Regions from separate parts of the Gossypium hirsutum genome. Here region 2 is linked to region 1. The links are chromatin contacts, called in public Hi-C maps. All regions are on one chromosome and are shown on one strand. The core of a region is the stretch at or near the end of the contact, and the rest is flanking DNA. Distances in the headings are between cores, read along the strand shown. Region 1 holds the start of LOC107945268 (actin-related protein 2/3 complex subunit 2A). Region 2 holds the start of LOC107945262 (transcription factor BHLH089).

What was found. A called contact is a pair of places that touch in the nucleus more often than the background predicts.
Region 2: a Hi-C map of leaf shows a contact between it and region 1, with 2.4 times the contacts expected there. The contact joins the promoter of LOC107945262 here to the promoter of LOC107945268 in region 1. A contact is called at or near these places in 2 of 34 Hi-C or Micro-C datasets (both in leaf).

Annotation. Positions count from the first base shown.
Region 1 is chrD12:7,929,355-7,934,322 of Gossypium_hirsutum_v2.1, forward strand. It overlaps LOC107945268 (actin-related protein 2/3 complex subunit 2A), which reads right to left and starts at 2,615. Exons shown (of 10, transcript XM_016879219.2): 1 at 2,194-2,615; 2 at 1,237-1,303; 3 at 853-1,060. The coding sequence starts at 2,255.
Region 2 is chrD12:8,117,572-8,122,539 of Gossypium_hirsutum_v2.1, forward strand. LOC107945262 (transcription factor BHLH089) reads left to right here and starts at 1,971. Exons shown (of 6, transcript XM_016879206.2): 1 at 1,971-2,796; 2 at 3,231-3,425; 3 at 3,655-3,720; 4 at 3,976-4,044; 5 at 4,126-4,197. The coding sequence starts at 2,533.

The sequences.
Region 1 (4,968 bases), core at 1,365-3,864:
AAAACAAGCTAAATAATAGATAGAGATCACTTTTTGTTATCCTCCCCCGGCCACAAATTGAACGGCATACACCCATCATTTCCTTTTGTAACAGAAAGGCCCAAATATTTCTTTTTTAATTTTTAAAAAATAAAATAAAATAAAATAACTCAAAATTTAATCTAGTAATGCTTGTAATTCATTTTTAACTGCTGTCTTGTTCTACTTTAGCTGTTCATTTGTAACCGCTGTCTTGTTCCTAAACTAGATGGGGCAATAAGCCCAGCCAGTGCAAGCAATAAGAGAACACTACATAATTTCAGTTTTTGGAGCACACTTTAAATGCAGTAAGCTGATTCTATTTGTTATGACACTGACCCCCTTGGTCACTGGTCAGATTATCATTATTTTCTATGACAAGCACCCTTTCTTATACGGGTATGATTTACGTTGCATATGCATCTGAAACTATCAGAGAACCATCCTATTTGACATGGAAGCTACTTAGTACAAGCATGCTACAAAATATGATTGATCTCTTAACCTAACGCTACTATTGTGTTCTGGAAAAGGGGTGTGTGTACATATATATACTTATAGCTATGAGTTCTCACCTAGGAATCTTCTACCTTTCAACTACAGGTATAACAGTACTTACTAAAATCCAAGCTTAAAACCAAGAGAATTAAGCACAGAAAAATTAAGAAAATGTCTTATCAAATAATAAAGAACCTTAGACGCATTAATGTACTCCAAATACTAGTTCCTTAAGTCATTTTTAATCAAGGACAGGAATTTTCAACATGCTGATGCCAATACTTTGTCATATAACCGTGCAAGCTCATAATGACCTAAGAAAATGAACTTGTTGACCTTCATCTTGAGGAAGTTTGGACAAATTCAGTTTCAATGTCAGATTGAAGCCATCCCTTGGAGGATCAAGAATTTGCACGATTACACCATAAGCTGCTTTAATAGCTTCTATGGCTCCAAATGGAAGTCCACCAACGAAAACAGTTTCCAGAGGTGGGGTAGGTAATGATAATGAAAGCAGTAGAATATGGGGATTCTTCATTGACACCTGCATATCATTTGCAAATTACATGAGCATAATATAATTACAGTGGCTTTTGTACCTTAACTATAAGTTCAGAGAGCCCAGAGGAGCAAAACGAAATACATGAGTATGAATAATTCATAATACAATCACTCAATTTCTTTTACATAGGTGTAACAACGAAAAAGCTTCTAAATCACCTGAACATGGTAACGAACATCATCAAATTCAACCCAGTGATGGTCTAGTTCAATACACTTTTCAAGACTGCAAAAGCGACATGAGAGAAATCAGCAAGCTGAGAAAGAAAGTGTAAACAATAAGCAGAAAAGGTCCAGGTAGCCTGAAAATTATTCAGTTTTTACACCCAAAATAAATAAGAATGTTTGTACACTCAACACCAGGATGTATAATTGAAATACAAATATTAAAGCACAGCACATCATGGACAGCATGCTTGGCATAAAAGAGTAGGCATAGTTCCAACTTGGTCCACACCTTTAACATATTACTAAACCGTAAAACACAAAAAACCCTAGAGCTTAAACACATTTGAAAATTCTAACCGTATCCAATTGTTCTTGATGATCTATTGTTAGTCTAAAAGTTAACAATCCTGTATACTGATCTTGTCCACATATTACTCTAATTTAGATATTTATTACAGTTTTGAATGGGAGTTTGTATATTTCATGTTAATTACTATTAATAAATATAAACTTTAAAAAAAACACTAATTCTGGGAAAACTTAAGCGACAAAATTTTAAAGAGGGCTATATTTGATGATAGTATCGTCAGTGGAGATGATACATCTCTGGCATACCAAAGCGTAGGGTAGGAGGTCAGGTATTTAAAAGTAACAGAACTAGTTAAAAAAAATGAGACGAGCAACGCACTGCAAGCAACAATGGAAGATTGATTAGGAAAGGAACCATCAAACTCATAAGAGAAGGTTGTAAAGAATGAAAAATACATCTATGAATTAGAAATGTAGTTGGAATCCTTGACCTGACTCTGCTCGAATTCCCAACATGTCTTTCAAACATCAAATACATACAAGAACTGTAATTAAAGAAGTAAAATAAAAGAAATCAAATCAAATGATAAAAGCTTATACTTATCGGATTAAAAGAAAAGAAAACGAAGGAAAAAGTACTTCTGAATTCGATTCAGCAAAGTCTGGAGAAGGAAACGTGAATGGGACTGTAAAAGTATCATCGATTTCTTTCTCCGTCGATCGAAAAGGACAAACAAGACCAAAATCGAACTATCTCTCCGGCTCCTTCCTTTCGGTGCCAATTATCGTTTAGAGCCGGGATCTGTTGCTTCTATTGCAGTGTTTTTACTTTGGAATAGGCTTTTTCCGGACGGAGGATCAAATCACCCGTTAAATACTTCTCTTAAAAGAATAAGTTAGAAATAAATTAAAGCGATAATCACAGAATTGCTACTGAAATTTGGCAAACATTCTAATTTGGTACCTGAATTTTGGAAAAATTGATTTTGGTACTGAACTTTAACATTGTTTATCTATGTGGTAGTACCTTTGGCTGAAGATGTTAATTTTTTACTTTTCAGGAACCGAAACTCAATCGTGTAAGTTATGTAAAAATATTTTAATTGAACAAGGGCCTAAGATCAAAATATGCCTTTAATTTTTTTGATTTAATTAAAATAATAAAGTACCCCTTAAAATGTATTTTATAAATATTAAAGAAAATAAATTAAAAAATTTAACTTTTTGTTTTTTCTTGTCTTCCTTCTTCCGTGAAGAGAATTAGGCGTCGTTGCCATTATGCTACCGTCCAGCCAAAATTTTGACAGAAAGATTCGCCTCTTTCTCTTCTTTCTAGTTTTCCGGTTAGCTTTCTTGAACATCTTAGTTAAAATTTCACAATATTTAGAACTTTTAGAGCCCTGATCTGCAAATCTGGTCATTAAACCATCATGGAATTTTGACTGTGGCTTCCTCAAGAACCAGAAACTTGAAATGGGCTTTGGTTTTGATCTGCTTGGATTGATGGGTTTGATTTGTGATGTTAATTTTTTGGGCTTTGTGTTCTAATGGATTGGTGAGTTTGAGTGAATATGTTTAGTTGTCTCGGAATTGGAGGTTGTCAATTTGGTTTTGGTAATTGAGAATTGGCAATGTTGTTAGGGGATAGAAATGTTCTTAATTTAAAAAAAAAAAACTTTAAAATGACTATTTAAATTGATTTATTGCAAAAGGGTTGTTTACTTTTTTAAAAATTCATGAAATTAAGGTTTGAATTAGATGAAAAGAATGTGAATGATTAATTTGAAGAAAATTAAAAGAAGAATAAAGAAATCAATATGGTTTTTAAGTGGCAGAGAAACATATTTTCTGCTTTCTCCAAGACAATGAAGTTAATTTCAATTTTTTAAATTTATTTTAGTTAAAAATAATTAGTTTGAACATTAAAAACATAAAAAGGTGAAAATGAAAAGAAAACCTTCTTTTTAATTATTTATTCTTACGTCTATGGTATATTATTTAAAAATAAAATATGCGGCACCTTATGATTAGGTCACGTGTCCTGACAAATTTAAAATTGACTTTCTTTTTTAGGTTCAAGTACCACATTAAAAGATTTGTCAAAGTTTAAATACCAAATATGCCATTATCTCGAAATTAAATATTGAATATATCTAACATTGATGTTAAATAGCCATTAAACAAAACTACATTAACAAATTTATAAAAATTAAAATAAAAATCAAACATGAATTTAGTTAAGATGGTAAAGTTGTGATAAATGAAAGCTATAATAGTTTAGGTTTAAATCTCATGATTCTCATTATTAGTATGAATTTTTTTTAAAAAAAATTATTATAATGTAAAAGACATAAATGCCCTAAAAATATTGGTTCCTTTGTAAAAAGAACAAGCTTAACATAGTGTAACACCCCTAACCCATATCCGTCGCCAGAATAGGGTTACGGAGCATTATCGGAATAAACAAATCAAATACATACATTTCATATTATTTAACATTCATGTTAGATATTATTCATAAAGTCCCTTATATGAGCCCTCGAGGCCCAAAACATACATTAGAAATAAGTCGGGACTAAATTGAGTATTTAGAGAATTTTTCGCAAAATTTTAAAATTTTTCCAAGGTACAGGGTCACACGCCCCTGTAGCCAGGCCATGTGAGCACGCTCGTGTCTCAAGCCATGTGGATATTCGAAATAGGGCACACGGCCATATCCCAGCCCATGTGCATACCCGTGTAACTCTCTGACTTGGGTCACACGCCCGTGTTCTAGGCCGTGTGAACATGAAAATTTGCATTAAATAGGTGTAGGGGTCACACAGCCAAGCCGCACGCCCATGTGCCAGGCCATGTGATCAATTTTTAAGTATTCTGTTTTGAAATTTTTAAGATGCAGGGGACACACGGCCAAAACACACGCCCATGTGCTAGGCTATGTGTCACACACAGCTGAGATACACGTCCGTGTCTCTACCCGTGTAGATAAAATAAGGTCATTTCCTAGCTATATTTCTCACCCAAACTTGTCTTCCACCTACAATAACACTTAAATACATTCCCAAACCAATATAAAACATTTGAATTAAGCCAATATCAAGTATTAAACTTAACATTTTATCGCACAACCTTACCTTGTTGACTTATTTATTATATGCATATTCAATTTACATTTCATTTCTATTCATTCACTCATATATATATCTAGTTGATGAGGCCACATACACATACAAATATATAATTGTACTAACACAAGTCATTCCAATGGCTAATCACAACAAAACATTTACATGCCAACATTGACTAAGGTAACCTATACATGTCATTATAACCAAAGTTGATTTACTAAATATACCAAGATGAGTCGATAGACAGTGTGATGATATCTTCGCCAAGCTTCCAACCCAACGAGCT
Region 2 (4,968 bases), core at 721-3,220, 190 kb after region 1:
TCCCTATTCAAAGCTTGTTTTGTTTACGGAGGACTCCACCCAGCTATTTAAATTCATTGTTAGGGATGTATTTTGTACTAAATAGCACCTTAATTTCATTTTAATGATTTTTAGTTTCTTTATTTGACCTTAAAAAATAATTTTTTATGTCAAATAATATTTCTTATTGTTTAGGAAATTTTATAATTATTTTTAAGTTTTGAAGTGTCTTAGTTTTAATGATGGATTTTGGATCTTGGACTTGAGATAAATTTGATACATATTATCATTTTTATAGTAATAAACAAATTATTTTTGAAAAAAAGTGTTTTTAAAGCTAGTTGAAATCTAAATTTGAATTATTGAAATAATAAATTTGAATTAATTTTAAATTTTAAATTTATAATATTTTAATTCACAAATAAAATTTTAAAATTTATGAATTTAAAAAAATATGAATTTTAATTTTAAAATTTTAAAATTTTAAAATTCAAATCCAAATCCAAATCTGTTAATTTTCCTACAGGTTGACTTACATTTTTTAGACACAATCATATTCCATCGTTTTTCATTAATTTTCCTACATCCACTTTTATCATCTCATCTTTGAAGAATTTGTAGTCAATTCGTAAAACCCAACTCGTATTTGTTCAACTCATGGTAAAAGTATCATGCTAATTTACTCGCCTAATTCCCTCAACCCCTCCTAAAATTGTGAGTTTTGTTTGTGTATTTTGTTTAATCACATGTTTTGTTTGTATATTTTATGTAATCCATTTCCCCTTTCAATTTTATAAAAAAGTTCATTTAATTATTTATTTAAATTTTTTTTTAATTCTTAAATTTGCATTATGTTACTTCAACAATTAATTAATTTTTTTAAAAAAATAATTTTACAATTTATCTTTTTTAATCATTTTAATAATTTTTAAGTATTAAAAAGAATAATTAATTATTGGCATAGCATCCAAGTGGCAATCCACCCGTACCACATCAACAAAATTAATAAATATTAACTTTTTCATCAATTTTAAAATAATTTGATAAACAGCACAAGTTTAAGAGTAAAAAAAGATAAAATTAAATGAAAAACTAAAATAACTTTTTATATATATAATTAGAAAATCAAATAAATCACTGTACCCTTATTTAATGAGATGTGGATATATGTTTACAAATAATTATACTTAACTTCAATAAACACATCCAATATTTCATGTTGTTTCTTCCATTAACCGCTAATTTTGGGCTTTTTATAAAAACGATCTTAAAATTCTGAATAATTATAAAAATGATTAACCTTTTTTATTATGTACGTAAATAGCCTGAAATGAAAAGTAAAAGTTGGTGGAGCAAAAAAGATTGACACCACCTGTATGTATATTAGGAAAAGATTAATATTTCTTAATAATTTGGGGTTAAAAAATAAATAATGATAGTGGAACTATAGAGAATGGCATCACAAAATGGCACCACCATTTTATGGTGTAGGTTTCTTTTAGTATTTTTATTAATCTAAAAATAAAAAATAATATTTTATATGATGCCCGATAATGTGTTAGTTTTTTTAAATGTGTTATTTTTTAAATTTAAAATTAAAAATAATAATTTATTTGGTGCATTCATATAAAAAGGTGTGAAATTATTATCACTTTCTATAAAAATAATTTTTTTTTATTTTGATGGAATCATTCTCTTTGAGATGACCATATATATAGATCTTATTTATATTCTTGTAACAGTTTAATTGGAAAAAAAAAAAAGGAGAAGGAGAGCTCAGAAATTGTGGTGAAGATGAATAGCTCAATGTTTTTTATGTGCTTTTTTTTATGGTGAAATTCTAAAAGGTGATATTTATGGTATATTTCAACGTGGCAGATGGTAGAATTACAATTCAATAAAACTATAAAGTTAGAAAAAATGAAAAGAAAAACTAGTGCGAAAATAACTATTTATTGTGGAAGGGTGATGCCCATAATCTCTACGGATTCACTAAAATCTTGTGAGATGCAATTGTTAGATGGTGATGAATTGGTCACTATAATGGAAATCTTCATTGAAAAAAATCTTCATTCTATTTTTGTAGTACTTTCCTGGGCATGACAGGGAAAAAAAGAGAGAGGAAAAATGGGTGTTTCCATCATGCAAGATCTGAGTGTTAAATAAAATAAAAAGAACCATTTGATTGAAAGAGTGGGGTGGGATCAGATGGCGGAGAAGTGAGGGATAAAAAGAGTTTATAGAAGCATCTCCTCCGAGTGGAAGTGATTTATAAGCTGGCAACTCCCGAGGTGTCTCTTTCGCAAAACAGGTGAAAAAAAAGCAAAGAAACAGAATACTACTGTTACTGTTAGTATTAAAGAAAGAAAGAAGCTTTTAAAGTCCATAGATAGAAATCAGGTCCAAGGATATCAACGCACTACAGACAAATTACAATTATATTATTAATAATCAAATACCTATAATATTTATATATAGGAAAACCCCACCCTTACTCAATAAAGCTTCAGACTGGGTTTTCTATGTGAAGTTTAGGATTTTTTTTTCTTTGTGATGGATCCGCCAGCTATGATGAGCGATGGAAGGTACAATCTAGCAGAGATCTGGCAGTATCCCATGAGTGAGTCTGGGATAAGTAGGGGTCAGTTCGGACATGGGTTGGCTCAGTTCGGGGACCCCAGTCGAGAGGTTTCCGGCAATGATCCGGGTAGCTTGGAGCAGCAGCAGAGAAGGGGTGGTATGAGGAGAAGGCGTGACGGAGAAGTTGAAACAGCTAAGGTTGTCTCTACTAGCTCCACTAGTAGTGGCAATGCCGTGGTATTCATTTTCTCCTTCCTTCCACTTTTTTCTTTTTCTTTAACCAATTGGATTTTCTTTTCTTTTTTTGTGATCTGAATTTTACTAATTCGGATGGGCACCTTTTATTTTAGCTTCTTTCCAAAGCTTTTTACCTTTGAATGTTATATGTTGTTGGGGATTTGGGATTTCCTCTTTCTTAGTTTATGGTGATTCTTATAATTATATTAGAATAGGAATGTTGAGGGGTGGCACTGAGTGTTGATCTGCAATGGTGTGAATTTAACTACAAATAAATAATTCTTGTTTATTTTGTTTGAATTCTCGTATTATTGTGTTAATATCATGGAAAATCGAGATTGCAGCACGAGTCTATGGAGAAGTGATGGAATTAAGCATTCAAGAAATATAAATTTTTGGATTGAAAATGACAGTTTTGTTTATAATCTGTATAGAATAATGGTGAGGGGAAGAGAATTAAAGCAGCAGGAGGCAGAGAACAAAATCATGAATCTAGAGTTGAAGCAGAACCCAGTTCAGGCAAGCTTGTGGAAGAAAAAGCTCAACCTTCCGAGCCACCTAAACAAGATTACATCCACGTACGAGCGCGAAGGGGTCAAGCTACTGATAGCCACAGCTTAGCTGAAAGGGTAATTTGCTTCGGTATAGGGTTAAAATCAGTCTTAAGTACTTGTGTTGGACCAAAATTTTATATAAAGTACATTCCTTTTGATTGTGAAACTGATGTTTCTTTTACTATTTTCTTTTTCTTTGTTTAACATCACCATGGGGTTTTGGCATACTGGTCAAAATTCTTATAATCTGTCATACTTGGAGGTTTTGAGTACATTTCACTGATATGAATCATTTGATGAGCAGGCTAGGAGAGAAAAGATTAGTGAAAGAATGAAGATTCTTCAGGATTTGGTTCCTGGTTGCAATAAGGTATATCATGGAGTTTCTAAACAGTTTCCTGTCTATCGACTATAGAGCCGGTTTGTTCAATGGCTTTTGTTGGAGAAAAACTACTGAGTAGCATGCTGTATCCTGTCTCTGCTTATTAGTTAATTGAATCCTTTTCTGGTGACATGGTTGATTATTTTCTATTGCTCTTGATACCAAAATAGTTTTGAGACATATCACCACTTTACCTGAAAATTGCACATAGGCTGCCTGCTAAACTTGTTTTTTCCGACTCAGGTTATTGGCAAAGCACTTGTCCTTGATGAGATAATTAATTACATTCAATCACTACAGCGTCAGGTCGAGGTGTGGGTCCTTCTGCTTATGTATCACTATATTCTGCCAGTAATCTCAAACTTGCTTTCATAAAATTTATCGGTGTTGCAGTTCCTATCAATGAAGCTTGAAGCAGTTAATTCAGGAATAAACCCTGCCATTGAAGTATTTCCTCGTAAAGATGTAAGTACTTATCCTGTTGTTGACAATGTAGTTTTATTTATTCATTTTAGACCAAAAGTTATCCTATTCTTTTCTAATTATTAGCATAAACACATGCTTTCTATGTTTTCGTTCATCTAAGTAAGATTCAATATTGTCAAGTGTGCAAAATGCACTCTACGCTCTGGGACCCCAATATGACCCAAGTGCAAGGTGCAAAAATAATTCTAGCCCAAGCTAAGTAAGGCACATATAAATATATACGTGTGCGCATAAAAAACAAAGAATGTGTTGCATAGCCCAAAGTAAGGGAAGAAAGAAGGAAAGAGTACCAATGGAGAAAAGGAAAGAGATTCGAAAACCAAGGAAGAAGAAAAGAGTTGAAAGCTTATTAACATACTCCTATTTTTTGGAAGCCGCCAACTATCGATGTTTGAACTCTGTTTTGAAATACTGTTGAGAGTGAAAAGTTATCTCAATTCTTTAAAATTTTGCATGTTGAAGTTTGGAGCAACCTTTGTTGATGATCTTTTTTTACCTAATAAAATTTTGGTGTCTGGGCTCAAATTTTTAAGAAAAACCTTTGGATGGACTATAGTTCCCTTTTATTTATGCAGGTCAACAGCGAATCCTTTTTTTACTTTTAAAATAAATACTAATGAAAAGTAAAAGAAAACTTAAACCAATAGGCATTTTACTAAGTTATTCTATTTTTGCACATTAGATGCACAAAAATCCCCACCTCGTTAAAGGGACCTCATGTTGTGGGTCTTGAGGTGTTAACTCTATCTG